Linked DNA regions of Pan troglodytes: all the other regions are linked to region 1. A link is a contact called in public HiChIP or PLAC-seq data. All regions are on one chromosome and are shown on one strand. The core of a region is the stretch at or near the end of the contact, and the rest is flanking DNA. Distances in the headings are between cores, read along the strand shown. Region 1 holds the start of FSIP1 (fibrous sheath interacting protein 1). Region 2 holds the start of EIF2AK4 (eukaryotic translation initiation factor 2 alpha kinase 4). Region 3 holds the start of SRP14 (signal recognition particle 14).

The links. HiChIP or PLAC-seq counts read pairs in DNA pulled down with a chosen protein or histone mark.
Region 2: a contact with region 1 is called in an H3K4me3 HiChIP or PLAC-seq map of stem cell-derived excitatory neurons, with 8 times the contacts expected there. The contact joins the promoter of EIF2AK4 here to the promoter of FSIP1 in region 1. A contact is called at or near these places in 2 of 7 Hi-C or Micro-C datasets (induced pluripotent stem cells and stem cell-derived neural progenitor cells) and 1 of 1 datasets of contacts at active chromatin or transcription factors (stem cell-derived excitatory neurons).
Region 3: an H3K4me3 HiChIP or PLAC-seq map of stem cell-derived excitatory neurons shows a contact between it and region 1, with 2.8 times the contacts expected there. The contact joins the promoter of SRP14 here to the promoter of FSIP1 in region 1. A contact is called at or near these places in 1 of 7 Hi-C or Micro-C datasets (stem cell-derived neural progenitor cells) and 1 of 1 datasets of contacts at active chromatin or transcription factors (stem cell-derived excitatory neurons).

The regions. Positions count from the first base shown.
Region 1 is chr16:31,748,219-31,750,918 of NHGRI_mPanTro3-v2.0_pri, reverse strand. FSIP1 (fibrous sheath interacting protein 1) reads left to right here and starts at 1,277. Exons shown (of 13, transcript XM_063794718.1): 1 at 1,277-1,512.
Region 2 is chr16:31,897,112-31,899,811 of NHGRI_mPanTro3-v2.0_pri, reverse strand. It overlaps EIF2AK4 (eukaryotic translation initiation factor 2 alpha kinase 4), which reads right to left and starts at 1,318. Exons shown (of 40, transcript XM_054667355.1): 1 at 919-1,318. The coding sequence starts at 1,303.
Region 3 is chr16:32,002,322-32,005,021 of NHGRI_mPanTro3-v2.0_pri, reverse strand. It overlaps SRP14 (signal recognition particle 14), which reads left to right and starts at 1,316. Exons shown (of 5, transcript XM_001140332.7): 1 at 1,316-1,443; 2 at 1,588-1,660; 3 at 2,142-2,254. The coding sequence starts at 1,420.

The DNA.
Region 1 (2,700 bases), core at 28-2,527:
GTTTTAATTCTCATAGGAGAATTAGGATACTTTCTCCCATTTTCTTCAGTTTGCAACTTTTTTTCTTTTGAGATTTGGAAAGCCACATAAATTCCCTGAGAAATGCTGGGAAGAAACCCCTGCACAGAAACACTAACAATGAGGACAGTGAGCCTGGAACCAGGTTTACCAGGGGAAAGCAGTAGGTAGGAATGGAGGTCAGAGAGCCAACAGAAAGCCTTATCATTTAGAGATGATGTCAGTATGAACCTGAATGGAAGCACTGAAGTTGTGACGAATGTTTGGATTCTGAATATATTTTGAATGCTGAGCTGACAGGACAAATTGATTGTAGAGTGAGAGAGAAAGAAGAATTGAGGATGACTCCAAGGTTTTTGGTCTAGGCATGGCAGGCTGAAATTACCATTTGCTGAGATGGATAGAAAGTGGGTGGGGGACTCTGGAGAAGTTGTTTTTTCCCGTGTTAAGTTTGAGATGCTTACACATCTAAGTGGATATGCCAAATAGGCAGTTAGGTAAAGGAGTCTGGAGTTCAGGGAAGTCTGGGCTGGTGATAAGATGCAGGATTCAGGAGCATAGGGATGGCATTTATAGCCAGGTTTTTATACCCAGCACTGGCCTAGACTGCAGCTGTGTTCTTTCGGCAACTCAGCCTATGACTATTTGCTTCGCTGAAAAAAACCACATCGTACCTAGTTAAAACAATGAGGACAAAGGGGCCATGAATGTGAAAATGCCCTGTAAACGGTAACGTGCTGTTCAGACTGGAAAGCAGGAGAAATGATGGCAATGGAGGTGAGGAAAATCAGTTTGTGGACGTAGGGAAATAATTTTCGTGCACTGAGAATTAGAGAAACTACGAAATGAAAGAAGGTGCAAAAAGCAATTATAACTCTTTTTGGACTGTAGCCGAATCTGTGCAAAACTCATATTTTTAAAATTTCCATAGCACCCCAAATTTACTAGAGCTTCACATACATGGTCTTTTTGAGCTGCACAAGTCTTGTAAGAAGGGAATTATTATTGTTCCCATTTTACGGAGGAGGAAACTGTGCTCGGAGAGGATAACTGACATGTAAGGCATCACAGCAATATGAGGGACAGAGATACACAAGCATCCAGACGTCCCCGTTCCCAATCCAACCTAAAGACGAACAAATCGCTCCCAACCCCCACCGTCGGCAGCGAAGACGGAAGGACACACGCCGGCCGTCCCAGCTCGCACGGCTCCAACAGCCGCCGGCCCCGGTCCCATTTCCGGATGGTACAGCCCTTTCCGCTATCGCGAGACCGGAAGCATCGCGCATCTGGTTGCCAGGGAAACAGCGGTCCCACAAGCAGGAGGGATCTGGACCGGCGGCTTCTTCCACCACCAGAGAGGCTGAGGTGGCGGGAGAGACCCCTCTCCTCTAGGGGGAAGTGGCTGGCGCGGCGGGTGTCTGCGGCGCGCTTCTGCGGCCATCTGCGCCCTGACTGACGGCCGCCAGTTCCTCGAGGAGGCCCGGCGGGAAGGTGAGGGGCCGCGCAGATGAGGGCGGAGCTCGGTCGCGGGGCGGTGCGCCGAGGAGTGGGCGGGGCGGAGCTGCGTCGGGCCGCTTGGCATGTAGATGGACTGTCAGGGAGAGCGGACAGGGCCAATGAGAGGGCGGGGGCGGGCTCAGTGGGGGCGGGGCCCCAGCGGCTTCTGCCTCCGCGGAGACTATTTCTCCAGGAATCACCTAACATTAGGACCTGTAACCAAGGCTTCTACTTTCCCGAGATTTGGATCTTCCCACCAAGATCTAGAACTGATCACCAGCCATTTAAACTAGACCGTAAACGGCAAAGGATGCAAATAGGCATTTCACAGGAAAAATAAAAAGACGCAAACAGCAAACAATTGATTAGAGACTCAACTTTTCTCGTGAAGAAATGTAAACCAAATTCACAGATACCTTTTACACCTATCAGACTGGAGAAGATGAAACAGCTTTGACATAACCAGATGGGCCCCAGGCCAGTGTAGGGGAAGTAGTGTAATTTGGTGCAGCCTTTTTGGAGTACAATTTGGCGAACTACCAAAATTTGAAACATAAGTGTTCTTTGACTCAGGAATTCTAATATATTTTATGGATGTATGAGCATAACTAAAGAAAGATTGGCACAAATATATTAACTTAAAATTGAGGTATAACTTACTTATGGTAAGCCTCACCCATTTAATCTGCAGTTCTGTGAGTTTTGACAGATGTATACAGTTATGTAATTACCAACCACCACAATCAGCATACGGAAGTTTCATCATGAACCCCAAATTCCCTAGTGCTCTTTGTATTTAACCCCTCCCCTAACGCCATCCTTGGCAACAACTTCCTAGTTTTTTGTTCCTGTAATTTTGCCTATTCCAGAATGTCATATTGATGGAAGCAAACACCCTGTGGCCTTTTGAATCAGGCTTCTTTCAGCTTAGCATCATGCAGTTGCTATTCATTCATGTTCTGTGTATCAGTTGTTTGTTCCTTTATGTTGCTGAGTAATAGTCCATTGTATGGATCTACGGTAGTATATTTATCCATTTCCTACTTGAGGCACATTTGGATGAGTTCTTTCCAGTTGTTGGCTATTATTGATGAAGCTGGTATAAATATTCATGTGTAGGTTTTTTTGTGTGTGTGTGAATATGTTTTCATTTCTTGGGTAAATATGAATGAGATTGTGGAG
Region 2 (2,700 bases), core at 69-2,568, 150 kb before region 1:
AAGGATGGGGAAAAAACTGTCAGTATAAATACTTTATAACGTGCCTTAATTTCCAGACAAAAAGGCAAAATATTATTTTAAACAAAATGCCATTTTAAAAGGTCTAGAGCTAGAGCAAGCTGGTCTAACCCGAGGCCCATGGGCCGCTTTGAATGGGGCCCAACACGCATTCGTAAACTTTCTTAAAACATTGAGGTTTTTTTGCGAATTTTTTTTTTCTTTTAGGTCATCAGCTATCCTTAGTGTATTTTGTGTGTGGCCCAGGGAAGCCAAAAGATTGGACACTCCTTCTCTAGACTCAGTCTAGAACCCTCTCTCTACTACAGCTAAGATGAATGTGTGCTTTATTCTGAGCTAAATGTCTTAGAGGAAGGTGCAGAGGTATGGAAAGTTCCTCCATGCCGGAAAACACAGTGAGGATGCCTGGGGAGTACAGAGGGAATTATGTGGCGTGCAGATTTGAATGCATGGATGAGACTTGAGAATTCTGATTGAGGACGTAAGGCCTGTGCGAGCGCCCAAAAAGCGTTCTCAGAACAAAGTAGCAACGGGCGCGTATGAATTGCTGTGGTATCATCCGCGAGGACTTTCAGAGGGGAAAAAGGACAAAGTTGGAAGGAGGCAGTTATGTTATGGGATGTAGGCAGGAATAAGAAGCAGTGCCAGGTAAGAGGGAGGAATCCAGGGGGATTCCTCTGGGGAAATCATGGGGAAAGGACTGTAGAAGAATTCGGCCTAGGTGGGATTCTGCAGACCAGCTGCAGGTGCAAGGACTAAAGTGAGCATGGGTGGAACCTAAGGGATGAAAAGACTGCAGGATCCTAAAGGGGCGGCCCAATCTGGAAGTGTCCGGGCTTTGGCCCAGGGCCCGGGAAGGCCAGGGCACGCCAGCCCGGGCCTGACAAGCCACGTTCCTACCGGTCCGCAAGCGTCCGGCCGCAGGTCTTGGAAGTCCGCGCCGTAGATGGCCTCCAGGGCCTGTAGCTCGTGGTCCTGTCGTTGCGGGTAGCTCTCCGGAGGCTCGTCCCGGCCGCGCCCGGGGGCCCCACGGCCCCCAGCCATGGCAGCGCTGCGCCCAAGGCAGGGCGGCCTTGCCTGGGCGGCGGTGTGCCCCCGGCAGCCTGCGGGGCGGGGCTCCGCGCTGGGGACGGGCTATGGGCGGCGCTCCACGCTGGAAACGGGCTCGTGGGCGGGGTTCCGCGCCGGGGACGGGCCGTAGGCGGAGCTCCGCGCCGGGAGCTACCTCCGGAGGCTCCAGAAGCCCAGGCGAAGGAAGAAGGCAGGGGGACAGCTTTGCCCACATCCTGCTGGGGGAAGGGGAGCAAAGGAACTCCACGAACTTAAGAAATGAATCACACAGATAGGAATGAAAACGCCACATTGTATAGTTTTCACGAAACAAGTATCTTTAACGGAAGTGCTTGCTGGAACTTCTCCACCCTGGCATGGCTAGTGCGGGAAACTCTTTTTTTTTTTTTTTTTTTGGCAGAGTTTCGGCTCTTGTTCCCCAGGCTGGAGTGCAGTGACGCGATCTCGGCTCACTGCAACTTCCGCCTGCCGGGTTCACGCGATTCTCCTGCGTCAGCCTCCAGAGTAGCTGGGACTACAGGCTCGCACCACCACGCCCGGCTAATTTTTCTATTTTTAGTAGAGATGGTGTTTCACCATGTTGGCCAAGATGTTCTCGATCTCCTGACCTTGTGATCCGCCCGCCTCGGCCTTCCAAAGTGCTGGGATTACAGGCATGAGCCACCGCGCCCGGCCGGGAAACTCTTAAAGGGCAGACGTCGATGGGTTCTGAAGTCACTTCTAATTTCACCTTGTACCTTCCCAGAACAAGACTACCGGGAGTAAAAATTGTGACCCCCCCCCCACCCTCCTTCCTCCCACTTTAGTACCCCCAAACTTATTCTCTGAGCCACAGATTCAACACCCTCATTATGTTCTCTGTCCCTACACTCCCCAGCTTTGGGGATCTCCACTACCACCTTGCAAATTCAACTGAAAACTGTCTTTCCACTCAGGCATCTTTATGAGCTACCTTCCCATGAAGAGAATCGTGTTCCCTTCCCAGTTCACTCAGTGTGAATTTAGGGAGTCTTTGTGTTATATCCTGCCTCAAGTCGTCGTTTTTCAAGTTTATAAAATAATAACCTGTCTACCCAGACATTGTTATTGCACTTCATCTTCAGTAACTTACTAATGCTGCATGTCCATTTCGAATAATCCTATTGTACTAACCCAAATTAGGTTTAAGTGACGTTTCTTCTGTCTACCTTGCTTACTCCTCCACTGTTCACTAAATAATGATTGTGTAAATTCCTTGCTGCCATCTATCCACTCATTTCTGGCCAGATAACACAAATGCACTAGCTTGACCCAAGGCCAATTTAAATCATCATCTTCCCTCTGCTGGAGACCCGTTCCTTCTCCAGTGATCTCTGACTAGTTAAATGGCACCATTCAACTGAGTGTGATTCTGAATTCCCTTTCTCTCAACTCACATCCAAATAGTCACCACTTCTTCTGTCCATCCACTACACTCTAACCCATTGCCACTAACTTAGTTCAGGCTACTGTCACCAATTCCCTGGGTTACTTCAATAACTCTCTTAATTAGTCACTGTCTTCATTCTTGCCCCACATTAAGCCATTCTTCCTATTGCAGCCAGAGTAATGTTTCTAAATTGCAAATATGGC
Region 3 (2,700 bases), core at 67-2,566, 250 kb before region 1:
CCACAAGCCCTCCTCACCCCTACCCGCACCTGCCAGTCTTACAGACACAGGGCAACTTGTTTCCCCTTTGAAGGTTTTGCTCTAGCCGTTCCCTGTGTCTGAAACAGTGTCCCTAGATCTTTGGATGGCTGGTCCTTTCAGCTTTCAACTCAAAGTTCTCCTTTTCGACGAGAACTCCCCTGACCCCAACCCAGGCAGTCCCCTTCCCACTCTCATTATACAGCCCTGCTTAGGCTGTCTTCACGGAATTCATTATCTGAAGCTGTACTACTTACTTGTTTGCTTCATTGTTTATTTCCTCCCTGCCCCTTTAACCCAACTTCCAGGAAACCAGGAACTTAGCTTTTCTTATCCTGCTGCATCCCCAACCTCTACAACCGTGCCTGGCACAGACTGAGAGGCACTCAGCGAAAACCTCTTGTGTGGTGGAATGCTTGACTTTATAGAGGGCCCAGGGTTCAAGTTGGCTACTGGCAGAGAGGGCTTACAACCTAGTTCTCCTGACTAATCAGAGGTAGAACTAAAGACTGGGCTCCAGCCCCTCATTTTTTTTTTTTTGAGACGGAGTCTCGCTCTGTCTTCCAGGCTGGAGTGCAGTGGCGCGATCTCAGCTCACTGCAAGCTCTGCCTCCTGGGTTCACGCCATTCTCCTGCCTCAGCCTCCCGAGTAGCTGGGACTACAGGCGCCCGCCACCACGCCCGGCTAACTTTTTTGTATTTTTAGTAGAGACGGGGTTTCACCGTGTTAGCCAGGATGGTCTCAATCTCCTGACCTCGTGATCCACCCGCCTCGGCCTCCCAAAGTGCCGGGATTACAGGCGTGAGCCACCGCACCCGGCCCAGCCCTTCTGGCTAGAGCTGCAGGTCAGCGTTTAGGGAGAGTTTAAAGGATCTCTACAGTAACTTATAATGACAATAATGAAAAGAACAATAGCTGATACCTACTGAACACGCTCTATGTGCCAGGCACTGTTCTACGTATTTAATCTGAGTTTCATTTACGCTTCACGACCACACTGCGCGGTAGATACTATCATTACCCTTACTTTATGGATAAGGAAACTGAGTCACTGAGTTGTTAGGTTACCTGTCCAGCATACAGCTGAATATAAATCGTACGCTGCTATCAAAACTTTCTTTTGCTCTCACTCCCTCACACTGGCTGGGGTGAGACGATTTCTCGCACGTGACGGCCCAGGGCAGCCCCAGCGCCTCCGGGTCACAGGCCTCCGGACGTCCCAGGGCGCGGGCGCTAGGCGGGCGGGGAGGGGGGAGGGCGCAGGCCGGGATTGGTGGAAGAGAAGAGATTGGTGGAAGACAATGGAAGTCTAGTAGCGGAAGTCCCGCCCAGCCTAGGCCGAACTTCCGGCTCTCACTGCTAGTGGCTTAAGCGGAGGGAGTCGAGCCAGCGTCGCCGCGATGGTGTTGTTGGAGAGCGAGCAGGTATGGCTAGGCCTGGCCGGCCGAGGGAAGGGGGCGGCTCAGGCGTTACTCGAGACCTGTGCCTCCTGCAGGAGGACCAGGGCCTTGACGCGGCGGGACGAGGATTTGGGGCTGGCTAACGGGGCTGGGCCTGTTGTTTTCCAGTTCCTGACGGAGCTGACCAGACTTTTCCAGAAGTGCCGGACGTCGGGCAGCGTCTATATCACCTTGAAGAAGTGTAAGCAGCGGGAGGGGAGCCGGGCGATGCTCCCTGGGTGCCCGGTGTCTGGGAGCCACCGGAGTCTGTCTGCCGCGGACCGCCGCCTTCCTCTACCTTTCGCCACCCTGTACTGGGCACATTCGGGGCTTCGGGCCCGGAAAATAGTAGGGATTGTAGCTGGCTCAGTCCCCAGCACTGAGCCGCCTAGGTTGCTTCTGGTAACAATGGGCCCCAAGCAGCCCAGGGCTCTTTGTCAGGGATCCCAGACGCCGCCACTTTGAGTGGAATTTAACGTGCTTCGATATTACATGTTTCCGTCGTGGAAATAATAGTTTCTCCAGGGTTTCGCCAGACCGTGATAGCAGATGAGGTGTTTAACAAAACCAGAGCAGCGGGGCTGGATTAGGTCATCACTTACCCCCCTCCTCTGTTTTAACTGTTTGTCTGCCGCTCAGCCACGTACGCGGCCGTGTTCACCAGGATGCATTTTTTCCTTCAGATGACGGTCGAACCAAACCCATTCCAAAGAAAGGTACTGTGGAGGGCTTTGAGCCCGCAGACAACAAGTGTCTGTTAAGAGCTACCGATGGGAAGAAGAAGATCAGCACTGTGGTGAGCTTAATTTCTAAGGCCGTCTTTTGAAATGTAAAGACTTGAACTTAACAGAGGATGGGGCGTTTCTGAACCAGGCTTTTATTTATTTTTCCCTTTTGCCCTGTGTGGCTATTTTTGAGACCAAGACCTTCCTATACTTTAGTAGTGGAAACCTCCAGAATAAAATAAGAAGGTAGAGGTCAGACAGTCGTTAGTTCTGCTAAAGCTCTTGTGGAAATGAAAGTAGCATATTGGTCCTTATTGGTAGTACTGTAAGGAGCAGCTGGCATAAATTTTTGATTCCTTAGCCCCTTACTGTGCCGGGCCTTCAATAAGCAGTTTCTTGGTACCAGGTGATGCTATTATTTCCTTATCTTTGTGGTTCACATGGCGAATGTGCAGCTAGATGTTAGGTTTGGCACTTGAGAAAATATACATTTAGTCAAGAGCCCTAGTCTTTCAGT